Linked DNA regions of Zea mays: all the other regions are linked to region 1. A link is a contact called in public Hi-C data. All regions are on one chromosome and are shown on one strand. The core of a region is the stretch at or near the end of the contact, and the rest is flanking DNA. Distances in the headings are between cores, read along the strand shown.

Region 1 (4,215 bases), core at 642-3,141:
TTTTCTGTAAGTTCTTTAGCAGCAATCTGATAAGACCCAGTGGGTTCCCACTCTAAACACTGTAGCATTCTGAATGTATCCAAAGTTAGTTCTGTGAACTTGATCTGCATGTAAAAAAAAAGGCTATGAGAGATATTTTCAGCTGTTCAGCACATTGGCGTAAAAGACAAAAGAAAAATACATGAATATTAAAATTATTTCCAACAGGGTAACAGTTATGTGTAACCTCATTTCTGCGGTAGCTTGTTAGCACAGCTTCCTTCAGTTTGAGCACCCTTTTTGAATGGAATCGTGCAATAGATACAAGGTTCGATGGATAAGAATCAAATAAGTTGTCATATCTTAGTGATCTAGATCCTTTATATGCTCCATCAGCCTTCAAAAATCTGCCAAGTTCTTGAAGTACTTGCTTCCATTCCTTGAAGTTTGTTTTCTAAAATGTACAAGGTCACAATGTTGTCATCAGGATATAAGTTCATGGTAGTATGCACATATTGATATGAATGAACTGGAATAAAAATTAAGGAACACAGAAACAAACTACAAACATCATAACTTCCAAAATGCCTATCTTTTGTTTAGGATACAAAATATTCAATACACGAACATTAGGCATATATCTCATTTTCTTCAATTAAGCAATGTAAGAACCGGGTGGCATTATGTTGCCAACAGTCAATTTCGCTTCAACCAGAGACACCTTGGAATAACTGAACCGGCAGAAAAAAAGAGCATCCGCTGCCTCTAATTTAGCAGGAAAGATAGAAACGAAAACAAACTTCTAACTGCACCCTGCTGACTCCAGATGCTCCCTGTTTGCCGCTAATCCCCACAATAAAAGGCTGCGCTTATTATTTACTGCAACTACAGTGTGCACAAGGAAGCAAAATCATGACGACCGGAACACAAAGGAAACTGAAAATTCGGCCAACTCAAATTGAACAAGCCAATTAAGCGAACAGAAAAAACCCTGGCTTAGAAGCAGATGAACTCAAAATACCCAATGCGGAGGTTCCTCCAACTGAACGAGAGTACTGTTAGTGACGCGAACGTGAGTAGAAAAGCAAGCTCTTCACCGCTAAAGTTTAAGGTAAATCATGGCCTTAGGGTAAAGGACCCCAAATGTGCAGCCAAAAACACGTCTCGTAAATTTCACTCAGGTTCCCCAATTAACAAGAGGATAGCTTCTTACGGGGTACGCAGCCTTGGTCTCCTCGACGAGCGCACGTAGGCGTGCGGCGAGGTGGTCCACCGCCTCGGCCCGCCGCATCAGCATGGCCACGACGAGGAACCGCGCGATGAACCGAAGCTCCTTGTACCGGATCAGGAGCGCCTGGTGGCGGCTGACGCCGCCGCCGCCGCCGTCCGTCCCCACCGCTGCCGCGGCCGCGCCGAAGTAGCCGCGGCTGTATATGGCCTCGTAGAAGACGTAGGCGCCGACGAGCGAGCGCGGCTCGGCGGCGCGGAGGTAGCGCGCGTAGTAGAGCTGGCCGATCCGGGAGGCCACCTCGCCGATCTCCCAGCGGCGGAGGCCGGCGGCGACGAGCTCCCGGCGGCGCTCCTGCTGCAGGCGCCAGAGCCGCGTGTAGGCCTTGAACGCCTTCCGGCTGTGGTGGTCCCCGCCGCCGTAGAGCGGCAGGTCCCGCGCGCGCGCGAACTTGCGGTCCGCCGCCTCCGCCAGCGCCTTGAACTCCCGGTACGCGCCGGCCCCGCCGTCGGCCATCGGCGCCGGCGACGCGGTGGGGGGCGGGGGCGGGGGCGGGGGCGGGAGGCGAGGCTTTAATTCGCCCTCCTCCTCCTTCCGGTTTGAGCGAATGGGAGGCGGACGGGACGGAGGTGATGGTTGATGAGAGAGGGAGGGGGACAGGAGAGTAATAAAAGAAAGGTGTTCGTCTGTGTTTCGAGAAGGGAGAAGTGATAAAAAGCGAGCAGCCGGGGGATGAGCTGTGTGCTGTTGCGATAAAAATGCTGTGATTTTGGGAACGCCTAATTGGGCTCTTATGAGTCAATGATTTGGACTTTGTTTAAATAATGGCTTCCCCCAGACCCCACTGTCTCTTCTCTGCACAATCGCAATCGCTTCTCTTTAACCTAAACCGAACTTGGACTTGGAAGTTGGAACCAAGGAAATTGCTGGCCCTCACTCCAGAATTGACTCCCGATGCAATCAGGAATAATCTATGCTTTCATACGTCCGGCGAACGCAGATGAGAATAAGCATGCACGATGCATGACACCGGTCAAATCTATGTTTGTTTGTCATTACATGCCGACAGTGAGGTTAGGGTTCCTGTGTTTGGGTTTCTAATCAGGCGTTTGACTCCAGGGGCATAGGATTGGACCGAACATCCCTGAAACTGAAATGATCCTTAAACAGCCGATAACATGTTCTTTTGACCAGGAGGAGGATTACCGATTACACTCCCCGCTGGCCACCCGCGGTTCGCAGCCGTCGCCGGAGCGTGTCATGTTCCGAGCTTCCTTCCCATGGTAGCTTAGGTTGACGTAGGTTGTTCACGTTCTTTTTATTCTCCTCATGATGTCGATCGTCCAGGTGGGAAAAAAAACGACAGAAAAAAAAAACTGAAGCTAACGCAACTGCTCCTTCCGTTCCGCCTATGGAATATGCGGTACCAGCCGTCCAGCCATGCCAGAGAGACAAACGGGAGCGCCTTGCTCGATCAAACAAAGAACAAAGCAGGCCACTAACTTTCGCTGGCCATCATTCTGCTGGCTGGAGCTTTTGCATCGCCGCAATCATTCGGCACCGACCTACTCCGCACCGCCAGAGCAGAGCACCCGTGAAGGGGGTGTTTGTTTGGGATTATAATCCACCTAGATTATATAATCCAACAATTTTTGAACTAACTCTTAGTTCAAAAGTTGTTAGATTATATAATCTAGATAGATTATAATCTCAAACAAACACCCACGGCCGTGGCACTGATGAGCTGTCCCCGGATCCGCGCCGAGGGGGGAATGCCGAATGCCTGCTTGGAACAGGTTGGCCCTCGCATTGCCGAGCGGCCGGGCGTCCATTGACAAATTCATCCGCGACCCAGGGTCTTTGTGCCGCGGCCAGGATTAACTAGCTGACGCAACAGCAACACCGGCGGCGGCTCTGCTGGGTGCTGGATTGCTGGAGAGCAGTGGAGCCTCCGGCCGTCTCCCCTTCACCGCGAAAAGATATTGCCACGTGGTTGGAGTTGAGTGCTGTATGCGCGTGGAGACAAACCAGCGGCCGCGCGCGCTTTCCGGCGTGCCTCCTCGTGATTACGGGCCTGAGATGGAATTATGTATCGTGGCCGATTAGAGCAGAACGGAGCATGCGATAGCCACGCCCTCGCGCTCTTTTTTTTATTGAAAAAATGGAAGTACAAGTTTATCTGGCCAGGGAAGACCTCTAACCGCGAAATTCTCTTCAATTGCGACAGAAATTCAATAGCCTCGTCACCTCGTGTGTCAATGGTATGCTTGGCTCACTTGTCAACATATTTTTAGGGCTAAACTATGCACAAGGGCAGCCTAATAATTTGTTTGTCTCACTCACACATATACATATATAGGGCACCGCCTCTCTAGGTAAAGCTTTACCCAACTAGTATTATCGAAGAACGGTAAGTAATTTCCGACGAACGTCGCTCGGTCATTACCGGTAATTACTGAAGGTCACCTAGGGTGATGGACCAGTGATCTATTACCCGGTCCCAACCCAGCATGCCAACCTGACTGAACCAGCCTCCCCTCGCGTGCCCGCCTCTTCTGCCCACGCGCTCCCGCGAGCCAATCCGGCTTTTCCGCGCGTTGGCCCACCTCACCCGCACTTGTTGCTCTGCCACCATGCCCCTCACCACCCGAGTCGAGCCAGGATAGAATCACGTATCGAGTTTAGGGATGGCAATGGATGGGGTTATGCCAAAACCCGCCCGCGATCGCACCAGCGGGTGCAATTCCAAACACGCAACCGAACCCATCGGGTTTCGGGTCACCCGTGGGGTTTACTCATTATATAATTTTAAATAATAATTCAACTATAAGCAATTAAGTAGCACAATAATTGAGTTATATATATGGATTTTAAGTCTTATCACGTTGAGAGGCAACACAACATTTCATGAACCATTAGTCAAGTTACTTATTCAAAAATAATTACTATGGCATCTTAATCATTTTTGTGCAAAACAAAGAATGGACCATTTTTTGGTCCGGTGCAGG
Region 2 (4,215 bases), core at 997-3,496, 400 kb before region 1:
TTTCTTGCTTTGATGCTGAGCAAATAAACAACTATTTCACAGCCAGCGTTTGTTCCTACCACCAGGGATGGTTCTGATGATTTGGTCCAAGCATCAATGCAGAACACTGTTCTGATGATCGCTGATGGTTCTTGGCATCGGCATGAGCGGGCGTGCGGAGAAAATTTTGAGGACCAATAACATGGCTAGTCTTAGTGTCGATATTGGCTCCTCCTTTGATGCTAAAGTTTAGGCTCAGGAGTCTAGAAGCTGCCAAAATGTGTACCTATAGTCCTATAGTTGCAATTTCTTAACATTTCACAAATTAACCTACTAGGTTGGGAATTTTTGCATCGCCCATGTTGCACTGGTTGTCTTGTGATTGGTCCCCTAGTAGATAATTCAGGGTGAAAGGTCCTGATTGAAATTGACTGAAGATTGTGCCTATGGAGTTCCACAAGTCCTGCATCTGCCTACCTGTTGAGGACTTTGATATCTCTATATTCTAGTGTGGGCCATTCAGACACTATTCAGACAATCCTTTCTAGGTATCTTTGCTGTATGTAATTTCTTTTTTGCTTGAATTGTATATATAATATGTTCAAGGCTTTCGTAGAAAGCTGTATATTGCGAGGCAAACATCATGAGCAGAGTGATAATGAACTAACATTTATCATGACGGTTGACATTGTAGATTTGTTGTATGCTCATATAGCGTCTACAACTCTACATTGACTTTCATCTGTCATGCTAGATATACTTTTTGGTTCATCTTGTATCTACTAGTTCAATCAAGGCTTTCTTGCTCGATTTCAGGGATCGTAATACTGTTGCTGGTATAATTCCTCCACATCAATTGCAGAGGAGGTGCTTTAATCAACTGCTTTATAGCACTTACAGATGCAAAGAGTAGTCGATTGCACACATCAGGTGATAGCTATAGGCTCTTGTACCACGTGTATGTTTCTTTATGCTGGTTTGTAAACGAGATGTTTGTACTTTGTACTATAGTTTTTGTAATCAGTCTCTCTTTCAAGATTTACGTCTCATATAAATAGTATGTGCATTGTTTAATTCGCATGTTTAACGGCCAGAAATGAACCCCTGGTGTCAATTGGTTTACCCTGGATGCTTAATCGGCAAAATAAATTTCTCTCTTTCATAGAGTTTAGTAGCTCTTTCTGTTAGTAAAATTGCCACTTTGCAGCCATATAAAAACATTTCAAACCCTACACATACTGGGAAGAAGTAAAAAAGCAATTAAATAGAGAACAACCTTCGAAATATATCTGGAGAGAGTGCCCTCTGTTAATATCTATATAAATACATGCACTTTTTTATATGATACTATGAGGATGGTGATAAGAGTATCTAAGGGGTACATATTTGCCCTAAGATCCCAAAAGATTTGCATTCCCCATGCTGATTTTAGCTAGATTGTAAATGGTTGGGAGACATCCTACAAGGGTTTTACAACAGTTACCTAAAGAAGCTTGTTCGTGAAGAACAGGAACTACGTCTCTTGTTGTGGCTCCTTCTGGTGGTCTTCTCTTCCTTCTTCATCTTGCCTGCCTTTTTGTCACAGTTGTTAGGGAGCTTGGTTTGTTCGTCTTGCTCATCGCTATCTTGTTCTTCTATGGAATTGTCTCTTTTCTCATGAATTTTCTTTTCCTTGCCATTAAGCACCTTCACTTGAGCTGGTCCTGTGGAAGCATCAGAAGCTAATGAATCATAGTCTCCATCATCATAATCCATGTTGTCGTTTTTGCTTCTACCATTGCTACAGCCACTGCCAACATTACTCCATTTGCTGCCATTGGCTTTGAGATCATCACTGTTCACTGGGGAGCCCAGGTACATCGTCCACCCAGATTCATTACTGTTGCACTCTTCAGCATTGTCCCCAGTAAGCTGAGAGGAGTCCATAACAAGAGAGTGCAGGGACACAGAAAGAGAGGCCAAGGACAACACAAGGAAAGGAAGATGAAATTATGAGAGAACTGACTGATGGAACACACGCTAATACTTCTTCAGAGCACCTCAACAACCCAACTTCAAAGAAGGCTTTCTTGTTCTCACTCCTTGACCTGCAGCCTGAGAAGAGCATCGAAGCCCTCTCTCTCTCTGGTCTCTCTCTTCACAGGGCAGACAATGCAGGGTAGGGGCAGAATTCCATGAGGCTAAGAACTATGCAAGGTGGTTGCTTGTGACTGTGTGGAAGCTTGTCATGGGGCTGAAGAAACGATGGCAGTGCCTTTAAATTGGAAAGGCAGCCTATCCTTCCAACTGTTCCTCATAACTTTCTCAACTATTTCTGTACCTTCTGTTGCTACCAAAGGCAGCGGGGAGAACATTTGCTTGCAATGCAGTGTTCCAGGTATTTCCACCTGTAGTCCATGTGGCCTTGGACTCTCGCCTCATGGTGGGGTCCTGTCAGAGGTATACGTGCATGGGTTGGGCCATGATTTGGTAGGATTGGAAGGTTAGAATGAGGCTGGCATAGCTCAAAAGGTTTGTTGTCGCTGCTGTGTCTGCCTGTCATGCAAATGCGTAACTTGTTTATGACACATGTCTTGCGTTACAGGACCAGGAGAACATGTCTTTTGTTTGCTTTAGCATCCGCGTGCAGACAATTACCAATTAGGCTCAGCCATTAGATTCACGTGCCGTATTTTGTTTTCCAGTTCTATCGTAATAATCAGTGGTTGCATTCTGTTTGTTAACTCCTGAGACTGCAGTTTGATGGTTACTGACATCCCAGAGACGCTGAAAGTTTGTTGTGCCACATAGCTAGCAGCAGGAGTATGCTGGAATCTGACAGGCTACTAAACGCACCGGTTATATTTTATTCCGCTGACACGGTTGTTTTCCTGTGTGGATCAGCGGATGCCAAACTTGAGTATGTGGCATCCTTTCCTCCAAGTTGGAGGGACGAACAAGGCTACGACTACCGCTGCCTGCCTGAATTGATCCTGAAGCTTTCAGGAAGTCAGAGGCTGTCAGGGACAAGTGCTTGCGGTACTGGTAAGAAAAATGCTGAGCCCAGCCCAGCTTGATGCATCTTTTGATGGCCATAGAGCACTGAACCCCTGAAGGCCTGAACCTGCTCACGTGCGTCTTTTTACTCCGGCCGTTCATTTTTTCCCCTGACGAATGTCAGTTGTCACAGGCCATTGCCAATTTGATTAAATACTCTGGTCCAGTTTGGATTATGTTCGTAGTGGCCCATGTGTTATTGATCTGAGATTGTTAGATTCAAACCCATTTATACCTTGAGATCGTTACCTTCAAAGCGTGGCAAAAGTGTAGGCGGTCTGCACGATCTTGGAAAACTGGGCACTGATGCACCCTCCATCTCTATTTCCAATTGCAAGACCACAAACTCTATTTAAAGTTGCAATATATATTGGTTTTTTGATATATTATTTTTATTATGATATAAATAGTTTATAATTTGGAATCGAGGGTCGAGGGAGACGATAAATAAATAAACAAAAAAAAATAACAAAAGACAATTACATGAGCATTGCAAACTACCGCAGATAGAGGTGGAAAAAGACAACTAAGACCGAGGCCCAACAGCATCCACATCCGCGATGCGATCGAGGAGGATTCGAGGGCCTTCCCCCCCAATCGTATTATCGGCCCTGCGCGAGTACCTGTCGGTTCCAATCATATTATCGGCCCTGCGCCATTGCCTGTCGAGCTGCTAGAGGCCAGGCGTCCACGGCTGCGCATCGTTGAACAAGTCCTCCAATACGCTTTCCCAAAGTCATGAAGGCGAAAGGACAGCCAAGAGAGCACATCATCAGCCACTTGAGCAACAACTATAGGACCAGCCTAGAGCCTATACCCATCGCAGCCAATACTAGGTACTAACTAGCACGTCGGTGATGGAGATATTGTATTGGAGTGCAAGGAAGATCCTCGTACCTGACGATGTTGATGGCCTGAGCGGCTGAGCACCTTGTGTATACGAAAGTTTTGGTGCCATCTACCTCCTCTTCATTTTTCCCCTTATGAAATTTTCATCACCTGTATGGTTGGTGGAGAAATCTAAGAGGTCTCTGTAATAGGCAATCTAGAAAAAAAAATCGACGGGCTTCTGATCTATTTTTTGTGGAGCTTATGGTTAGAAAAAAACAACAGGATCTTTAGGAATCAGCAGAAGAATCCAGATCAGGTCGCTTCTTTAGTGAAAGAGCTAGTTGGTGCTCTATTGGGTTAGTTTGGGCC
Region 3 (4,215 bases), core at 1,191-3,690, 260 kb after region 1:
ATGGGTCATGGCAGACGATGTCAGGTCTAGTGAAGGTGAGATACTAAAAAGCACCAGCAAGGCTCCGGTAGGATCGCAAGAGCGTTTAGTCTACGTATCGATCTAGATCACACAAGGCTTAAATCTAGATCACACAAGGCTTACAGTCAACCATGTTAGCCCGCTCGAGGATGTCCATAGTGTACTGTTGCTGCTGGAAGAAGCCCTCGAGGCAAGACTCATTGGCGGTCCCCAGAAAATGGTTCAGGGGGCCAAAATCCTTCATGACGAACTCATGCTTAAGTGTGGTGATAATCCGAGACATGAGAGCTAAAGAGGAGGCAGTGAGCACGATGCCATCAACATAGAGGAACAGGTACACGGTGTCACTACCACGTTGGTAGATAATGTCCAACTTGGCCTCAACAAAGCCAAGAGAGAGCAGGTATGTGGCAAGCGGGTGTACTTGACATGACCATACAGAGACTTGTTGAGCTTGCATACAATACAGTATGAGCAGAATCCACAAATCTAGCATGCTGGCTGCAGTAGACACTAGACACTAGACGATCTCGGTAAGAGTCCCATGAAGTAAGGCAATCTTAACATCCAATTGATGAACCAGCCACGAGCGGGAGAGTGCAAAAGTGAGAACAGTGTGTATGGTAGCAAGCATAGTTAACACCACAACACTGGGTAAAGACCCGAAGAACCATACATGTATGTTTAATTGCTTAGGAGTTAGGAGCATGTCATATAACTTTTGTTGACAAGTGGTTTATGTTATATGTGGTAAAGTCCACTTTACCCCAAATATCATCTAAAGTAATACTCATTTTCATGTGATATTATTTTTTCAAGTCATATGTTGACCTTAAAAGTTTAAGAACATGTCTTCTACAAGTACTATAAAGTATTTCAAACCTGGATGCACACTTTTAGGTAGATGTTACTATGTGGCTCAATATTTTCACACTAACACCCTTTTCAAACTTATTATATGTGTAATAATCTAATTGAAGAAAATAAAGTCCAGAAACTAAGCATGGATAATCACTTACAAGTAGGGATGGCAACGGATAAACTATCCATGGATAGTGTCTCTGGACATCCATATCTGTGACTTATATCCGATATCCGAACCCGTACCCGTTACCCGCTATAGATAATAAACAGTATCCACATCCGTTACCCGCGGGTAACGGATATCCGCGGATATATCCGTTTGCCCACTACACATACAACATATTTAAATCCAGCAAATTCAAATATGATATCATATTTGTCCAGCAAATTTAAATATGATATCATATCCGTTTGCCCACTATTGAATCTTCCATCACGAGCATCTAAAATAAAGTTGCATGCACATTAGTATCTATATACTTTAAATATAATATATTGGAAAAATGAAGAAAAGTGCTGGATTTAAATATCAAATATAGCAGGGACTGTGGTGGCGGACTGGCGGGCGCGGTGGCAGCACCCGATAGCGGATGCGGTAGGAGTCGGAGTCTGGGAGAGGAGAGATGGAGTGGGCGGCGGCGGTAGGAGTGAGAGAGGATCAGAGGAGAGATGGAGTGGGTCCGGAGCGAGAGCGACCGAGTGAGGGCTTCGCTGCCTGGAACGGTGGAATCTAGGCTTGTGGCCTTGTGGGACGGGAGTACGGGATATTTTAACGGATATTCGGGTATTTGGGTATGGATACTGATTTTTCGTATCCATTTTAAAAATATCCACGGATATCAAATGCTATCCGTATCCGTATCCATGGATACAGACTCGTACCCAAAACCGTGTTCAACGGGTTTTTTTATCCGCGGGTACGCGGATAAATCACATCCATTGTCATCCCTACTTACAAGAGACATATCCTTGTTGGTATGACATATCATAGAAATTGGTATTAAACGCCAATTGAATTTTTATATGTGGTATTTATCATTACGTTATCTTTTAGTTGATATCTTTTATCAGTTTTACGTACTTTTTTTGTGCATTATATTGCTTAAACATTCTTGTGCATCATATTCGTACATTTAGGAAACAAACGGTCTATGTAACATTAGAGTCAGTTAATTTTTATGATATTCTGTTGCACGCAGGAAACATCACAAAATTTAACTATCTTCTACGCTACTACTGTCATTTTTATTTTTATTTTAAATGGAGACAATCAAAAGGACTCATATCAAATCTAACCCATAATAACTATAACAAATAAGAAAAAAATCCTGCGTACATTGGGGGCTCGAGTTGGGATTGGGATTGGGAACAAGAAAAATCTAAGCGAGGAAGACAGAAAGTATAAAGGAGATGAGAAAGAGGCGACGGCCCCGATCGAGCCACAAGAGAAAGGCCGTCCGCCCATCTTGCTATCCTCCCGAGCGGCCGAGTCTGCTCCAACTCCAACTCCGCGCATGGACAACCACGTGTCCCGGAGGCCTGGAGTCCCCGTCCGTCCCTTCCGCGCGCGCTCCCCAAGGTGAGATCAGCATCTCCGTCTCTTCCCCGCCGCTCCTCACTCCCCTACCGCCACCCCTAAAACTAGCCCCATTCCCTTACCAGCGTCCGATCACACTCCTCGGTCCCACGCTTGGATGGATTCCGTCGGTACAAATCGGCCCCCGCTGCGCCCCGTTGCCGCCGCAGCTACTCGACGCAGCGCGCTCCTGCGCCCCCCTAGCCACCTCGGGCTCGGCAATCGGTGAGTGGTTCTGTCGTGGGTCTCGATCAGATCAGATGGTTGATTTCGACGTGCTACTGCTACATTCCTTCGATTCGTGGCGCGGCTTGGCTCGACACTGAATGCTGTGCTCGCTGTGAGTCTGTGCAGTTTTGCGGAGACTAAGCTTGGGATCGCGTCAGGGTGTGGAGGAGGAGGAGGGTATTTTGGAAAGGCAGGTGTCTCGATTTTTGGTAGGTTTGTGCCTCAGTGGCATGCTGATCTGTGGATTATCTGATATAAGCAAATTTCGTGGTGGCGCAGGTACAGGGATTTGATGCCTTGCGGAGTACCACGACGAAAGTTCAGAGCGGGAAGGCGGGGAGGAGTGTGACCAAGGTATCTAATCACACCATGCTCCAGGGCCTGTAGCGCACTACTATTTCATTGAACCACTGGTTCATTATATTATGTTGCTTGATATCATTGGCCAGTTTCAAGTGATGGGTTGGTACCGTGCAAGTAAATTTTTGTTGTATGCAAATGTGTTCTGTATTTATACGCTGTAGTGTATCCTGACACATTTTGCTATTCCAAAATTGAATTTTGCATCTGAACTTACTGTGCATTGTTTGTCATGTGTTCTTTTGGGGATGATGTTTATCCATTTCGTATTTACAGGAAATGGGACACACTTCATCTGGCAATGAAGTGCCCTTGAAATATTCTTCAGGCAAAGCCTTCCCCCTAGGAGTGTCACAAGTTGACGATGGGTTAAATTTTGCAATATTCTCACAACATGCTTCTTCTGTCACCCTTTGCTTGAATTTTCCTGAGAGGTAATATTTTCCCTCAAACTGTGTTGTGATGTTACTTTCCATGTCATTCGACCTAACTGCTGGCTAGTTAACTGAACTTCTTTTGTTTCCCTTCAGATATGAGCTTGTAGTTTTTTTGCCACCTTAGAATTCTAATCTTCTCCATACAATTTTAGTTACCACTGTTACTGTATGTGTTCATACTTCATGGTTGCTTTCTTTGCATATTAAACCTTGGTTAGTCAGTCCATGGCTACTCTTGTTTCAGGGTTTCAAAGAGATGTCAATACTGTTTGCACAACCCGCCACACATCATTTGGTGTTTTGGGATGCGCTTGGCACACTGAAATCTGAAGTGCTTCAATGAACACCCTGTCACCCTCACCCCTGATCATCCACCAACTGAAAAGAATCATATAGGGATGAAACTGGTCGATAGTAATATTTCCTATATGGAAAACAATTCCCACTCAGTCAAACTCTATATTTTCAATTTAACTTAGTGATGACACCAATTCTGTGCTGAAAGAAATTAGAAAAAATCTAAAGTTTAAATACTGTAATGGTTATAACCGATATCACTTTTACTGAAATGATCCCTAATAAATGAAATTTCCATTTCATCACACAACATACCAACAACCAAATCGAAGCCATAACTGAAGGACTATTACCTGATAGGGTCCACAAAGAATGATATAGTTCATGATCCCTCACATTTATTTCCTGTAATGATCTGAATTGTAAACTTGG

The links. Hi-C and Micro-C count contacts between places; a contact is called where the count stands out from the background.
Region 2: a Hi-C map of tassel shows a contact between it and region 1, with 2.4 times the contacts expected there. The contact joins the promoter of LOC100278455 here to the promoter of LOC100278917 in region 1. A contact is called at or near these places in 3 of 25 Hi-C or Micro-C datasets (ear, leaf and tassel).
Region 3: a contact with region 1 is called in a Hi-C map of leaf, with 4 times the contacts expected there. The contact joins the promoter of LOC542095 here to the promoter of LOC100278917 in region 1. A contact is called at or near these places in 5 of 25 Hi-C or Micro-C datasets (bundle sheath, ear, endosperm and 2 more).

What each region holds. Positions count from the first base shown.
Region 1 is chr7:134,810,165-134,814,379 of Zm-B73-REFERENCE-NAM-5.0, reverse strand. It overlaps LOC100278917 (protein SCAI homolog), which reads right to left and starts at 1,891. Exons shown (of 9, transcript NM_001346998.1): 1 at 1,193-1,891; 2 at 227-433; 3 at 1-104. The coding sequence starts at 1,723.
Region 2 is chr7:135,215,253-135,219,467 of Zm-B73-REFERENCE-NAM-5.0, reverse strand. LOC100278455 reads right to left here and starts at 2,246. Exons shown (of 1, transcript NM_001151729.2): 1 at 1,245-2,246. The coding sequence starts at 1,905. The coding sequence ends at 1,459. It overlaps LOC100277473 (a long non-coding RNA gene), which reads left to right. Exons shown (of 2, transcript NR_157099.1): 2 at 796-1,072.
Region 3 is chr7:134,552,461-134,556,675 of Zm-B73-REFERENCE-NAM-5.0, reverse strand. It overlaps LOC542095 (isoamylase-type starch debranching enzyme ISO3), which reads left to right and starts at 2,440. Exons shown (of 24, transcript NM_001111728.2): 1 at 2,440-2,686; 2 at 2,816-2,879; 3 at 2,969-3,043; 4 at 3,326-3,483. The coding sequence starts at 2,580.